Regions from separate parts of the Mus musculus genome. Here regions 1, 2, 4 and 5 are each linked to region 3. The links are chromatin contacts, called in public Hi-C, HiCAR-type and promoter capture Hi-C maps. All regions are on one chromosome and are shown on one strand. Each heading gives the region's core, a stretch centred on a gene start, on an enhancer-like site or on the middle of the called end of the contact. The rest is flanking DNA. Distances are from core to core; before and after follow the strand shown. Region 1 has its middle 22 kb from the start of Gm23503. Region 2 holds the start of Tbr1 (T-box brain transcription factor 1). Region 3 holds the start of Gca (grancalcin). Region 4 has its middle 25 kb from the start of Psmd14. Region 5 holds the start of Kcnh7 (potassium voltage-gated channel, subfamily H (eag-related), member 7).

The links. Promoter capture Hi-C pulls out the DNA fragments that hold promoters and counts their contacts. A called contact is a pair of places that touch in the nucleus more often than the background predicts. HiCAR-type assays count read pairs that join an accessible place to other places.
Region 1: a Hi-C map of cortical neurons shows a contact between it and region 3, with 4 times the contacts expected there. The contact joins the enhancer-like site here to the promoter of Gca in region 3. A contact is called at or near these places in 7 of 39 promoter capture datasets (the HPC-7 cell line, cranial neural crest, frontonasal cranial neural crest and 4 more), 32 of 484 Hi-C or Micro-C datasets (the AML12 cell line, the BV-2 cell line, Sertoli cells and 19 more) and 5 of 115 datasets of contacts at active chromatin or transcription factors (acute myeloid leukemia, astrocytes, embryonic basal ganglia and 2 more).
Region 2: a contact with region 3 is called in a promoter capture Hi-C map of pre-B cells, with 10 times the contacts expected there. The contact joins the promoter of Tbr1 here to the promoter of Gca in region 3. A contact is called at or near these places in 9 of 39 promoter capture datasets (the C10 cell line, cranial neural crest, embryonic stem cells and 3 more), 1 of 15 datasets of contacts at CTCF or cohesin (large pre-B cells), 9 of 115 datasets of contacts at active chromatin or transcription factors (astrocytes, embryonic forebrain, embryonic midbrain and 4 more) and 3 of 9 other capture datasets (adipose tissue, liver and macrophages).
Region 4: a promoter capture Hi-C map of pre-B cells shows a contact between it and region 3. The contact joins the enhancer-like site here to the promoter of Gca in region 3. A contact is called at or near these places in 7 of 39 promoter capture datasets (the 3T3-L1 cell line, the C10 cell line, embryonic stem cells and 4 more) and 1 of 9 other capture datasets (liver).
Region 5: a contact with region 3 is called in a HiCAR-type map of astrocytes, with 3 times the contacts expected there. The contact joins the promoter of Kcnh7 here to the promoter of Gca in region 3. A contact is called at or near these places in 3 of 39 promoter capture datasets (the 3T3-L1 cell line, cranial neural crest and hippocampal neurons), 1 of 484 Hi-C or Micro-C datasets (embryonic stem cells) and 3 of 115 datasets of contacts at active chromatin or transcription factors (astrocytes, embryonic forebrain and forebrain).

The regions. Positions count from the first base shown.
Region 1 is chr2:63,453,173-63,455,872 of GRCm38.p6, forward strand. No RefSeq gene overlaps it. Among named protein-coding and RNA genes, the nearest start is that of Gm23503, 22 kb to the left of the region's middle. Within about 2 kb of position 1,274, at least 35 of the 459 cell types and tissues checked have an H3K27ac peak or open chromatin away from gene starts, as enhancers often do. A contact at or near this core is called in cortical neurons, neural progenitor cells and ventral hippocampal neurons, where this site is marked.
Region 2 is chr2:61,803,065-61,805,764 of GRCm38.p6, forward strand. Tbr1 (T-box brain transcription factor 1) reads left to right here and starts at 1,389. Exons shown (of 6, transcript NM_009322.3): 1 at 1,389-2,335. The coding sequence starts at 1,644.
Region 3 is chr2:62,662,956-62,665,655 of GRCm38.p6, forward strand. It overlaps Gca (grancalcin), which reads left to right and starts at 1,372. Exons shown (of 8, transcript NM_145523.3): 1 at 1,372-1,504. The coding sequence starts at 1,478.
Region 4 is chr2:61,685,405-61,688,104 of GRCm38.p6, forward strand. No RefSeq gene overlaps it. Among named protein-coding and RNA genes, the nearest start is that of Psmd14, 25 kb to the right of the region's middle. Within about 2 kb of position 1,262, at least 5 of the 459 cell types and tissues checked have an H3K27ac peak or open chromatin away from gene starts, as enhancers often do. A contact at or near this core is called in pre-B cells, where this site is marked.
Region 5 is chr2:63,182,929-63,185,628 of GRCm38.p6, forward strand. It overlaps Kcnh7 (potassium voltage-gated channel, subfamily H (eag-related), member 7), which reads right to left and starts at 1,359. Exons shown (of 16, transcript NM_133207.2): 1 at 1,074-1,359. The coding sequence starts at 1,149. Gm34110 (a long non-coding RNA gene) reads left to right here and starts at 775. Exons shown (of 3, transcript XR_866371.2): 1 at 775-1,374.

The DNA.
Region 1 (2,700 bases), core at 24-2,523, 790 kb after region 3:
TGAAAGGCAAACTGAATTTTGTGACAAAAATAGAATGGTGTACATTAGCAGAGCCCTCGGTTGGGAGCCCATATAATTGAAAGAGAATCCATGGTAAGGATGAATTAATTGGCAAGGTAAAGCTTGAAGGACAGAAGGTGGTTTTATGTACTTTCTTTTTCTTCTCAGAGATCTTACTATGGTTGAAGGAGAGAAAATAATGTATGCATATGGTCCTTCGACTTTGTGATCGGGACTGTGGGCAACTGAATTTTTATTTCATTGATTATTGCTTCCTTCAATTGTTAGAAACATGTGAATTAGTAATCATTATTCAGTGATTTGAATAAAGCCCCACTAATGTGTAGCATTTCTAGTAATGGAAATTTTGTAGTGCAGTAGTGGAATTCTACTTTATGTTCATACAGAGTTTGCCCGGGAAATTGGGTTACACATAAACAAAGGCCGGCGGTTTGGTGTATTTTGGGGTAAACATCTTCCAGAAATGAAAAACTAAAACCAGGGATTTTTCAAAATATCTTCAGAGAAAAAAAGTGAAAGATAAGAAAAAATAATAACTCAAGGTACCAAGACTTATTTTTACTATGGCATGCTCTTACAATGCTCACAATGTGAACAACTAGCTCTCAGTCATGTTGATAATTCCCCCCCAAAATAATGCATAATAAATTCATCTCTAAATTGTCCCACTGACCAGGAAAGGGGACTGGAGGATGGAGAGAAGAGAGGAAGTGAAGTAAGAATTTTACTCTAAAAACTTTCGAGACAAGGAAGTTCGGAGACATAAAATGGAAGATCTGGGCTTCACTTTTGCTTTTAAAATGTGTGAAATGAGCAAATCCCCACCGACTGAAGGAACCAAAGGAGCCTAAGAACACCCTATGTTCACCAAGAGCCCTCATATACTCTCTGACCCCAGTGATATCTACATGTACAAGGAAACGGTCCTCCATCTTAGGGATTTCAGAAATAGTTAAAGAAATGAAACTGGGTTGGATTTCCATGTTATTTTATTTTCCTCTGTGTTTTAACAAAAGATAGTTACTAATCGGTTTCAGGAATTGAGACTGGGTCCTACCATAACCAAGCTTCATGACTATTGACTTTGAAAATCCAACCAGAGCTTAATTTTCCAGTCAAAATCGGGAAGAATAAGTTTTACTGTGTCGATTTGAGACTTTGTAAAAATAATAAGAGATCAAGTGCATGAGAGCACTGCTCAGATTCAAGGGCGTTTTTCCAATATGAGTAAGTATCCTCACATGCCACTTCAGCCTTCTGCTCTCTACTGTGGCTTTGATACACAAGAGTTTGTTTGCTACATTTCATTGGGGGGGTGGGGGGAGGTCCTTCCAATCTTTCTCCTCCTAAAATTCATTTAACCACACAACTGAAGCTTTCTTGTCTACAATGTCAGAAACATCCCTTTCACTCTGGTTTTTCTCACTCACTAAACATCAAAGATCAGTAAACACACTGTGGCATGTCCGGCTGGGGCTTTACCCTGTTCCAGAAGTAAGTGTTTGGGCGCCATTTAGGGGGTTTCCTTGGCACCGAAACTGGACATGTGACAGACTGAAAAACTCTGTTCAACGCCTACGGTGTCGAACATTCCACATTCTAAAAATGGAGCTGGAAACCATCCCAGATTGTACATCTGCCTCTCTGATTTACACCTCCGGAGATAAGACTGAGCAGGGAAAAGAAGAGAGGCTTTAATGAACTGCTTGGAACTCTTACTGGCTCTGGGGGAGGGGGGGCAGGCAGGGAATGGGATTTTCAGCACACAACAAGACCTAGCAGCAGGGGGGCTGGGTGGTAAACAAACACACAGGCCTTCAATTTCAGTGGTGTCCAAAGGACACCTTGTGTTCTAATGGTGACAATACACCCCTCCCCGTTTCCTAATTAAATTAGTTTATTGACAAGTTCATACATGTATGAAAACATTTTCTGCCTACTACCTCCCCACCCCTTATCTCCCTCCCACCTAATCAGCCATTCTGTTTCCCTCCTTGTGTTTTACCCAGATTCATGACATTTGAATTCCTTGTGACAACCTCCATTTAGTTTAATCAAGGTCATCAGAGAAACAATTTTTGTCTTTCTTATTTTTATCAGCCTTTCTAAAATGTCTCTTATGTCTCAAGTTGGATATTCACAAAATCCTTATTTGTTTATCAAGTGTGGTCCAGGTATGAGTGAGGACTACATTATTGCAAACATTGAGACTTTTGTATTCTTTGACCGTGAATATTAACTCAGGAGAAATAGTACTTTAGTTGGAATCAAATGTTTGCCTAGAAATAAAATTACTAACACTTTAAAATCTGCATTAAAGTGCTGGCAAGAACATATGAATTCTAAGTTGACTGTAATGAAAATGTCCAATGTTTGTATAAAGTAACTTGACACTGTTCTGCCTTAATTAATGGCCTTACTTAGTGAGCTACTTTTGTAGTATAAGGTTTGAAAATAATAATCTGTTACTTGATCTCGGGGACTGACATCTTTAATGTGGAGAACTTTCATGTGGCATATCCTAACTTATAGCATAGCATAAACTATGATTGTCCAAGTCAGAAGTTTCTCTTTATTCTTCCAATTGTTCTGAACTTGCTATCTGTTAATGCAAAAGCGTCCATGATCTGTGCATTATAGTGGGAAAATGCTTATTCTTACTTTGCTACTTCATATCTG
Region 2 (2,700 bases), core at 139-2,638, 860 kb before region 3:
CGGTCCTGAGCCAGACAGGTCGCCTGGCACTCTCTTAGTCCCCCTGAGCTCACCACCTTGCTGGCCGAGCTGAGCTAAGCCCGGGGTTGGCTCTGCTTTTCTGCACCTCTTGCCTTCAGGGTTGGCCATGCCTGGACACAAGCATGAGCTCTGGGTTTATAGATCTCAGGCTCTCTTGGCTCGAGGCCGAAGGCTAGCCGCCTGTGAAAGCAGGTACTAGATCTTTTCTCTCTATACCTCAGAGTTGCTTGGGGCCTCGTATTACTTGTGCCAAAATCTCTTTACATCGATTCTTTTCGCTAATCCTCTTTTAAAAATTACTGGCATGGGTTCTTTTTCTCTCCCTCTGGATTATGTAAACATTACACACACACACACACACACACACACACACACACACACACACACACACACACACCACACCAGTCAGTAAGATCATCGCATTGACACCGCTTCCACTCTGTCTCCCCAGATCAACGCTTCTAGAGAACCCATTTGCACTGGGGACTCAGCCCTCTCTTTTTCCTGGCGAGGCTTATGAACCTGTCACCAAGCCAGTGCCTCGGAAAGGAGGAAGTGCGGTGGGGCTCAAAGGATACATGGCGCCCGCCCCCAGCTAGCTGCTCTTCAGATGATCTGCAACCAAGTTGGCTGATAAAATATTTAGTAACGACCCAGTAAACATGACTGCAAATACATTAAAGCACTTCAGCGCGACAGCTTATGATTATTTCAAAACTTAAAAAGGAGATCATAGATTGTCACTGTTTCTGTACCCCTGCCGGAAACCGAACCTTCCCGAGGTGGGTTGCTGGGTGGGTTAACTGCTTTGCCTCCTCTTCTCCTCTCTTAACGCTGTGGCTTTCAGCGGCAGAGGTTTGTTTATTTATTTATTTACTCGTGTAGTTTAAAGGTGGGGGAGGGGGCGGCAAGGACACGCAATACCGATTCAACAAAGCACAGGCTCAGGTGTGTGTGCTTCTGTGTATTAACTGGAAAAGACAGACTCTGGAAGTTTTACAGGGCGAGAAGAGGCCACCGGCTCGCGCTTTGTATACTTTGCACTTGAAATCGTTACATTCAACTGAATATTTGGCTCATTCAGATCCGAAAAGTCTCCTAGCATCATCGAATTCCCTCCTCCGCCCCTCCTCTCTAAAGAGAGGGGGGGGGGTAAGGAACTGTTTAGTAAATTGCACATCTTTGAATCTTCCTGAAGCAGTGGTCACAAAGCTTAAAGGTGACATAACAGAGCTCACGTAAACCAACACACTTTCCCCACCCCCCAAGCCAACAATAAAATCATCCCCTTCAATTTGCCATGATCGTCGCGACCAGGAGCCAGGTGATTATCCTAATTAATGTCTATCTAATTAAATTACTGTCAGCAGCTAACCAATGGCAAGAGCCGTTTCATCGGCTGCATAAGCAGCAAGATCAAAAGTGAGCCTTTTCTGATTGCTGCATAGTGTCAATTGGCCAATCTCTTCTCCCAGGGAAAAAAAAAAGTAAATCAAACCTTTGAGAAGCATTTGCTGGTTGAAGTGCTTTCTGTCTAGTGAGGGGTCTGTGGATTCCTAGTGTATGATAAACAGGACTTTAAAACCCAGGGACGGGAGGGCCAGCGTTCAGGTTCTAGAGCTATGCAGCTGGAGCATTGCCTCTCTCCTTCTATCATGCTCTCCAAGAAATTTCTCAATGTGAGCAGCAGCTACCCACATTCGGGCGGATCTGAGCTTGTCTTGCATGATCATCCCATTATCTCGACCACTGACAACCTGGAGAGAAGTTCACCTTTGAAAAAAATTACCAGGGGGATGACGAATCAGTCAGATACAGACAATTTTCCTGACTCCAAGGACTCACCAGGGGACGTCCAGAGAAGTAAACTCTCTCCTGTCTTGGACGGGGTCTCTGAGCTTCGTCACAGTTTCGATGGCTCTGCTGCAGATCGTTACCTACTCTCTCAGTCCAGCCAGCCACAGTCTGCGGCCACCGCTCCCAGTGCCATGTTCCCGTACCCCAGCCAGCACGGACCGGCGCATCCCGCCTTCTCCATCGGCAGCCCCAGTCGCTACATGGCCCACCACCCGGTCATTACCAACGGAGCTTACAACAGCCTGCTGTCCAACTCTTCGCCGCAGGGCTACCCCACGGCCGGCTACCCCTACCCACAGCAGTACGGCCACTCCTACCAAGGAGCCCCTTTCTACCAGTTCTCCTCCACCCAGCCCGGGTTGGTGCCCGGCAAGGCGCAAGTATACCTGTGCAACAGGCCACTTTGGCTGAAATTTCATCGGCATCAAACGGAGATGATCATCACTAAACAGGGAAGGTAATGCTACTTTCTTGGCTGCCGCTGTTCCAGGCGTGACCCTGGGCGAACGCACCCAAGTTGTGACCGCCGGGCAGCGACTATGTGGGGTCGGGGAGCGGAGTGGAGAGGCGCTCGGGTGCGTCCTGGAGTTGGCTGGTTTTGGAAAAGGGGAATGTGGAAGGGATAATAACCACCGTGATGTTGGTGGCGGGGAGCCTGCTGTGCCAATGCGGTCGGAGAACCAGTCAGTGGCTAGAGCACGACGGAGAGCCGCGGCCGCTCCTAGGCATTCAGAGCGACGCATCAAAGCTGGCCCGAGCCGACAGGTGGAGAAGCAGGCCGCCACCGGCTCTCCACCGAGCACTGATCCCTGTTGGTCCCCC
Region 3 (2,700 bases), core at 122-2,621:
AATGAATCTATGGAGATCTGATTCCCAGGGTACAGAAAGGCAATGCTTCAGAGAACCTGTTTTGATAAAAAGAAAGTACAGAAAAATTCTAATCTTAAATTTGGATTAGTGTCGCAATTACAGACAACACTTCCTAAGCACTTTGCATATGCAGTTTGTCAATTAGAATACAGCTTTGCATGGATTTCTTCTGCTAAGAGAATCACCTGCTACCTACTGAGTCACACTCTCATTTATTTTATCAAGCAGGTTTTTATTCTACTTCTCTTTGAATAGATCCCAATATTAGCTAAAGAAATAGCTACTGCTGCAGAAACTGCCACTTTCTCAATAGTAGGGTGGATACTAGCAACTTGCATCTTTCTGCCTCTTCTGATAAAATTGTTTCACAAGGTTCAACACGTTCTTCCGGCTGTAGTACAGCAGAGCGATTGTTAAATTACTCAGGGCTGCAAGGCTGATTTCCTCTGTCAATACTTAACAGTTGTTGATGGGCTTAGTTTTTAATATTAGCTCTTTTCTTTTTCATAAAGAAATCAAAATGGTATCCCTTTTGTTTATAAGTTAATTCCAAAGCTTCCCTCTTCTTCTGAATTCTAGACTTGGAGAAACAAAATTCAGGAATTTCAGAGAAAAGCAGGCTTGTCCTTCCTTTTTGCAAAATGATAAAAACCAAGATGTTCTCTTGATGTTTATAATCAGATATAATCATGTATTAATAGTTTTCTCAAAAGTTGAATCACTGGTAAAGTTACTAAATACTATGGAGGACACCATGTAAGCAATGTAAACAATATTCTAAAAAGCAGATGTATTTTTTGTTCAGTATTTGGGACATACAGATTTTAAAAATCTCTTCAAAAATCAAATTCAATAGATATCCTGTATTTTTATTTGCTATTTTTGGCAACTGTGGCCACCATTTATCTATAAAACTACAAATAGCCTTTCTCACATTAGGTATCAAGTGTGGCAGGCAATAGCTATGGTGGTCATGGTTTTGAAACTCTGATCCTGCATCCACACGACACAGAACCGTGAGTAACTACAAAGTTACAATTATCTGGTCCAAAGGAAATACGGATAGGCTACAAGAAGTCATCACCTGGTGGGTTTGGGGTTTCTACTGAGAAAAGTAACTCTAGGAGTTGATGGCCTGGAGAAGCTCTCCTTGGAGGGTGGGGAAATAACTGTGGAGGAGGCTTCTGGTAAGAACTCGAAAGAACCAGTAAGAGAGATGGACTGGAATCCAGGAGACAGGCTGCAGCCAATCACAGGTGAGATGGGCGGGGCTTGCTCTGGCAGGGGTGGGCCTGTGGTCGGGGGCGGGACTCCAGGCAGAGCCGGCTCACCGGAGCGGAGGTGCGCGGCACTGCGCTCGGACCTTCCGCACCTGTCGCACGCACTTGCGCTTTCCCCGCTCTAAGCCGCGCTGACGCTGACTTACTGGTGACGCGTTACTTTCGATCGCCTGGTCATGGCCTACCCGGGATACGGAGGGGCGGTAAGTCCTCGCGAGCTGTGGCGACCCCGCGGGCCGCATCACCATGCGGAGTTCACCCTGTGGCCCTGGCAGTGACCTCTGGTACCAGGCGACGCCGGGACACCGTAAGGTGCTAGAAGCTAGGGCTGGGCGGGGCCCTGCGCCCAGGGGAGAACCGCGAGCTGGAGTCTGGTCCAGAGCCTCAAGAAACGTCCTTGTCCAGGCGGTGGTGTGAAGTGTTTGTGCTTTCTAGATTTTGTTTATAGAGTGGAGGAGCAAAAGACCATGTCTTGTTCCATTTACCTTTTGTGATTTATCCCCAACTTAAGTAGTTTTTCTAGTTATCTTTTTACCACCATATCTTGTCTTTTAAGTTGCTTATGAAAAAAAAAATTGAGATGTACGTTCAGTGCCTCCTAAACTTTTCTTTTTCTATAGTACCAAGCGCGACCGGATTTTCTAGACTTTGCTTTTGGAGGGGTTCGGCTGTTCCCTCTTCTGTAACCTTAATCCTCAGTACCTCTGAGAGTTTCAAGTCATTATTGCAACCTGTGGGTAGACCCTTCCTCTTTCGAAAGAAGCTAAACTTTCACTCCCCTCATCAATGTTCTGCCCAGTGAGGCCGGCTATGTAGTGTGGCTGGGCAGTGGTCACTGCAGTGCTGGCAGAAGAGAGCAGATTTCCTAGGCCTGTTGCTATTTGTTGTTCCCTAAAAAGAGACATTAGTGTTTTGTTACAGATAGGTGTAGACATTGACATGTGATTATGGGCTTCAAAAAATAATCCCTACCCTTGGGAGTAAGTGATTAGCTTAAAAAGTAATTTTTCAGTTCTAGGCCTTCAGCTTCAATACACACTTTACTGAAACTGGTTTGCTTGTAGTTACTTGCTTGAATTCCAGCTAGCATTGTGCACTTTCAAATATATACTCCTCATTAGTCATTTAAATGGACTGAGAACGTCCTTAAGGTAATGTTATCAGTCCACCTTTTAATACTTGTTATATTTAGTTGTTATATTAAAAAAAAATAGAAAGTAGTTTTTGCTAGGAGATACACCTTTGTCTAATAAAGTATATATTTCACGGGATGCATTTCCAATAAATTTTCATTTGTTTAATGATTATTTATCAGAGATAGCTGAGGATGTAGCTTAGTTGGTAGAGTGTTTCCCCTGGGTTGGATCCTCAGAACCACATAAATTGGGCATGTTAGCCT
Region 4 (2,700 bases), core at 12-2,511, 980 kb before region 3:
TTTCTGAGCTTGTTTCTACCAAAGATGCTTCCATGGTGCTTAAAATTCAAGTTACATACCCAGCGGATTGTATCTAGCACACTTGGTTATGGATGTATTGTCTATCTGTAGTTAAATGACACAGACTTTCACTTTCTTAAACTGCAAAGGAGGAGACATTATTTTGTGTTCCATCTGAACCTTGGTCTACTTTTCTTTCTTCAGGGAGTATGATATTAAATTTCCTTGGTTAAGTGGTCTTTTAGTAATGTATCAAGCCACCAAAGTGGGTTTCCCTCAAGATGAGATGTACTTTAAAGACTGTGAGTTATCTTACACATCACTTTTTACTGTGACAGAGACTCATGGCTACGTTCTACGCTATACTGAGTGTGTCTCTCATCGTCTCATTTTTAATGTTGTGAGAGGAGGTGCTTCTCCACCGTAGGCTTTCTAATTATTTGAGGTGGGTCTTCATTTCTTTAAAAATAACGGCTATTCGGGTTTGAAAAGCAGCTACTGTGTAAGCAGCCTGACTTAGACTGACAAAAGCAAGAAAATTCTGGATCCATAATTCACCTTCCACCCCTTGACCTCACAAACCGCCATATTAGCGTGATCACACCAAAATACCAGCTTGTGTTTACAGTTGCAGTCCTCCTGACGGCGGACGGGCGCGTGTACTCGAGCACTCGCTCTGTGTGCACTCAATAGGATCACGATCCGGAGAGCTGAAAATGTAAACACAAGCTGGTATTATGGTGTGACTGGCGGTTTGTGGTTCTTTGTTTGAATACTTAAAAAATGGGCACCCTGGCAAGAACAAAAGAGGCAGAAAGCAGAACTGCTCTTAAATGGCTTCTCTCATCTTTGTCCCTCCTCAGGTAGACCCAAAATAACATATTCATTTCACGGGGTCCCAGGAACCATGTGTTTTTGCCTAGTTGGCTACACTTCAATGCAACAGTTTTGTTTTCAAACGCAGGCCTTTAGTACTGTGCGTTTGGTAGCTTTAGGTGATGTTCTGAGTACCCTAGAATACTGTACCTCTCTGATTATTATTTACGTCAAAAACTCCATGTTTTAAATTCATCCCAATGTTTGATGTTTAATCAAAAACTCAAATACTGTACTTGTTTTTTTTTTTTTAAACAATACTTGCTAGTTAACAATGGTTCATTTGCCCCAAGAGTGTTGAAGCCAACATCACATACCTAGCCATCTTGCTTAGGCTATTTTGTGTTGAATTAAAAAAGAAGTCGACCACAAGAGAAAATGCAAAGGATTTAAAACTGAACCATAAGTTTTATTTTACTACAGTATCTGGTTGCATAGTTGGCCCATCTGTTTCCTGTGTGGCTTTTGCTATTTCTCCATTTTAATACTAAATACATTTCATCATTGGCTTCACCACAGTGAACTTTGATTCTGAAATTGATTTATACTATGTTGAAGAGATGGAAGAAACATTTCAGGGAAAAAAATTAAGATCTAAAGAATGATGTTTGAAAAAAATATTTTCTGAAAAATGTCAACACACCATAATATGTTTGACTCAGTGGCAATGACATTGTCATGTTTTCTGAGGAACAAAAAACTCCCTTTGGAATTAAGTATACCATTGATTCCAAAAGTCAATAACTAAAGGAACAGTGAGTAGTTTGGCAGATCTCTTTTCTTAAATAAAAGTTACAAATTGATTTTACACCTATTGAAACAACCATTCACCACTGTAAACCTATTTCTGACAACTGTTTCTCTTAGAATTGAATAAGTAATTGAAAAATAAAAGTGATTTTCTCGATTCAGCTGAAAAGTAGTTAATGTAAAGACATAAATAAAATCAAGCTGTGGTCATGGTCATAGACAGTTTTTATGTAGACTTAATAAAAGAATAAGAGCGATCTTTCCTTGGAATGTTTTAATGAAATGCCACTCAACCTGAAACAAGTGGTTTGGAAGTGTTGTCAGTCACTTTAGACCAAAAAGAAATAAGAAATAGCTCTCTTTTTTAAAAGATTTATTTATTTATTTTATGTTAGTGAGTACACTGCGGCTGTACAGATGGTTCTGAGTCTTCATGTGGTTGTTCAGAATTGAATTTTAGGACTTCTGCTTGCTCTGGTCAGCCCCGCTCTCTCCCATCAACCTGCTCACTTAGTCCTTTCTTGCTCTGGCCCAAAGATTTACTTATTATTATACATACGTACACTGTAGCTGACTTCAGACAAACCAAAAGAGGGCGTCAGACCTCATTACGGGTGGTTGTGAGCCACCATGTGGTTGCTGGGATCTGAACTCAGGACCTTCAGAAGAGCAGCTAGTGCTCTTACCTGCTGAGCCATCTCACCAGCCCCAAGAAATAGCTCTTAAGATATCAAATAACTTGCACAAAAATGCTCCATAGTAGCACCTCGCCTTTGAACAGGCCGACAGCTTCCTTTGTTGATTTAAAATGTACTGTGCTTGATCATCAACCTGCCCAACCTCGCTGGTCTTGTCCATCTCGGATCTTTCTTCTCTCTTCCAAGAGATCTCTTGCCAAGACAGCACAAAGAATGGACAAGTTCACGCGTTTCAGCCTCAGTACCATCTAAGCTCATCTTCCATGGTTGATGTCATATTCTTGAGAACAACCTTAAGGCTACAGAAATTCATAGGTGTAAACACTGGTTTTTAGTTCAAGGAGATCTTTTTTTTTTAATCTTTTGTTTCAGTACA
Region 5 (2,700 bases), core at 109-2,608, 520 kb after region 3:
TTCATAATGTTCAATTCCAAAAGATAAAAAGAAAATGCACACTATACAGTTTGAATAGTGATAGAAAACAGTTTTTAAACTTTCTGTTTGGAACAAGCTATAATTTTATGTAATAGATATTTTAATTCAAGTCACATTAGGTGTGATAACAAGTTATATTTGCTATTTCCATAAAGAATATGGAACAGAATAGAGAAGTTAATGTTGTTCACAGGTACCAGATCTTCACATCACTAAGTGCAGTACTGGAGAAACATATAATGTATGCAACATAAATGCACGCTGAGGTAGATTTAGTGCAGAATACAAATGGATAACTACAGGATTTTAAATTATTATATTTATAGAAAATAATTCCTGGTGGCTTGCTTACATGAGTACAGAAATTTTTTTTCTACATTCAATCTCTGTGGGATTTACAGACTGCCCTTCAATTTTTAAATTTCTACACCTTATATTTAGGGAGCGACAAAGAGACACAAATACGGTTTTTCAGTAGTGAGCTGCTTGCACTCAAACCAGTCCACTGCTCACCAAATTATTCTTTTGCGTCTATTTTCAGTTTCCGTACAAAGTTCAGTTTTAAGAGCCAACTAACATCAAGCAAACAGCATCCTTGACATTCCACAGCCCAGCAGTTTACCAGCAGAAAACAGTTTGCATAGCTGTTGGCATCGCCACTACCATTTACATGTTCTTGTTTCCAGCCTATAGTCGGTTCTGCTCCTGACTTTACAAAGTCTGCCACAGAAAAAGCTTTAGAATACAAGCCCATGTTTTACCAGCACGTTCCCTTTAAGGTAGTAGACTAGTAGGGCATGAAGTAGCAAGGCAGATAATGGAGCAGTGGGAGAGGAGGATCAAATTGCCTTGTACAATGGAGTCCATAATATAAAATGTAAATCCAAATTAATATTAGAACACCCCCGCTGCCATCTGAACTGCCTGCCTGGCTTTCCCAGCCTCTAACTTGACAACCTGGAGTTGTCCATCCCTCTAGCTTGGAAGTGACGGACGCCAAGTGCTCTACCAAAGCAGAAAGCGAGCGACAGGGAGAGAACAAACGAACTTACTCTGCCCTTCAAATTTCCGTATGATGGTCCCCAGGAAGGTGTTTTGCGGTGCCACATGCCCCCTGCGAACAGGCATGTTGCCCCGGGTCTTCGCCGAGCGCTCCGAGCTCAGAGTTCTCCCGGGATGTCTCCCGGGCTAGAGCCCAGGCCGGCGCGCAAGCCGCTCTTTGTGGCAGCGCATCTTCTTTGGGGAGCAGAAATCTCTTCCCATTAGCACCACTTCGAGACACCCGCGTTCTCCGCCGAAGTCCAATCCATCCCGCTCACCTTCCGGAGGGGGCCTCGCACCGGCCTGCGTCGAGTGAGAGGCTTGGGGGCGGGGAGGGGAGGAGGCGGGGTGCGGGAGGTGGCGGAGGAGGGCCGAGGAACGCGGGGGGCGGGCTGGGCTGGGGTGGCGGGGCGGGGAGTCACAAGGGCAATCGATCTGTTTCTCTTCTCCCAAACAGCGCCAATTTCTCAGTGCAAATGGGCTTAACCTGGCTGTTGCCCAGAGCCCCAAGGATTGCTGGTGGGCGGGGGTGGGGTAGGGTGGAAGACTTGTGCGCCTTTTGCAGGAAGGGAAAAAAGAAAAGGAGGCAGGGTGGGGGTTGACGTTACTGTCCCCGCCCTCTCCCCCTACACACACACACACACACACACACACACACACACACACACACACACAGCCTTTATCCTGGGAGCTTGGGCGCCGCCAGAGCTCGGGTTACTCAAGCGTGCCTTATCGGAAGGCAGCCAAGAAATCTCCCAAACTCAGTGATAAAACAGCTACTCTGGGAAGGTGATCTCCATGGCCACTAGCCACAGGGCTCCATCCTTAAGGGATTCACACTATGGTAGCTAACACGCCCTCAGTTGCAAAGAAAAGACAGGTGGGAAGCCAGCCCAGCCCTTTAATGAGTGCTTCTAGGCTCTGCTGGCGCTCGGGATGCTGAAGATCGAAGATGAGCCACCTAAGAGTGCAGGTACAATTTCAGGGTTCAGCTCTGACCCTGACACCCTCAGGGGTGGTCTCTGAATAAAGCCAGGACTATCCAAAGCACCGCTGAGCATACCGGGTTTCCCCAAGGGAGTCCCAGAGGAGTTGCAATGATGAGGGTGACTGGGTCTCCCTTGTGCTAGAGGTTGACAGAACGATGTTAAGGCCAAAGATTGTGTAAGCAAATGGTACAAAACAAGCCCAGAGTTTGAAAAGGGTGAGGCTGAGCGCCTGGGAGAAGGAACAAAAGGTGGGTGGGGCTAGGAGTTCCCTGCCTTCAAGTGACCTCCCTTGTTAATTACCTCCTAAACCCAGTAGCCAAATTCCTTCTGTTTTCTCACCTTTGCTAAGGGAGTACTTGCATAAGACAGAGTTCCAAGGGAAACATTGAGACCTCTTCCTTTTAGCTTCACAGAGGCTTCCCATGTGGGAATCTCTTCCTGATTATACATGCACTTTGTTTGGTTCATATGTTCCTGGAGACTTAAGGCAAGCTGTGCTAAGGAAACATCTTTTCAAAGTAGATTTTTCCAGGTTTCTTCTCCTCTCCTCTTACTTCTCTCCCTTCATTTATGTAGTCAGCTTTAATAGCTCTATCCACGCCCCTTTTTGTAAGTATTTTCGGTCACCATTTCAATCTGCAAAAGAGAA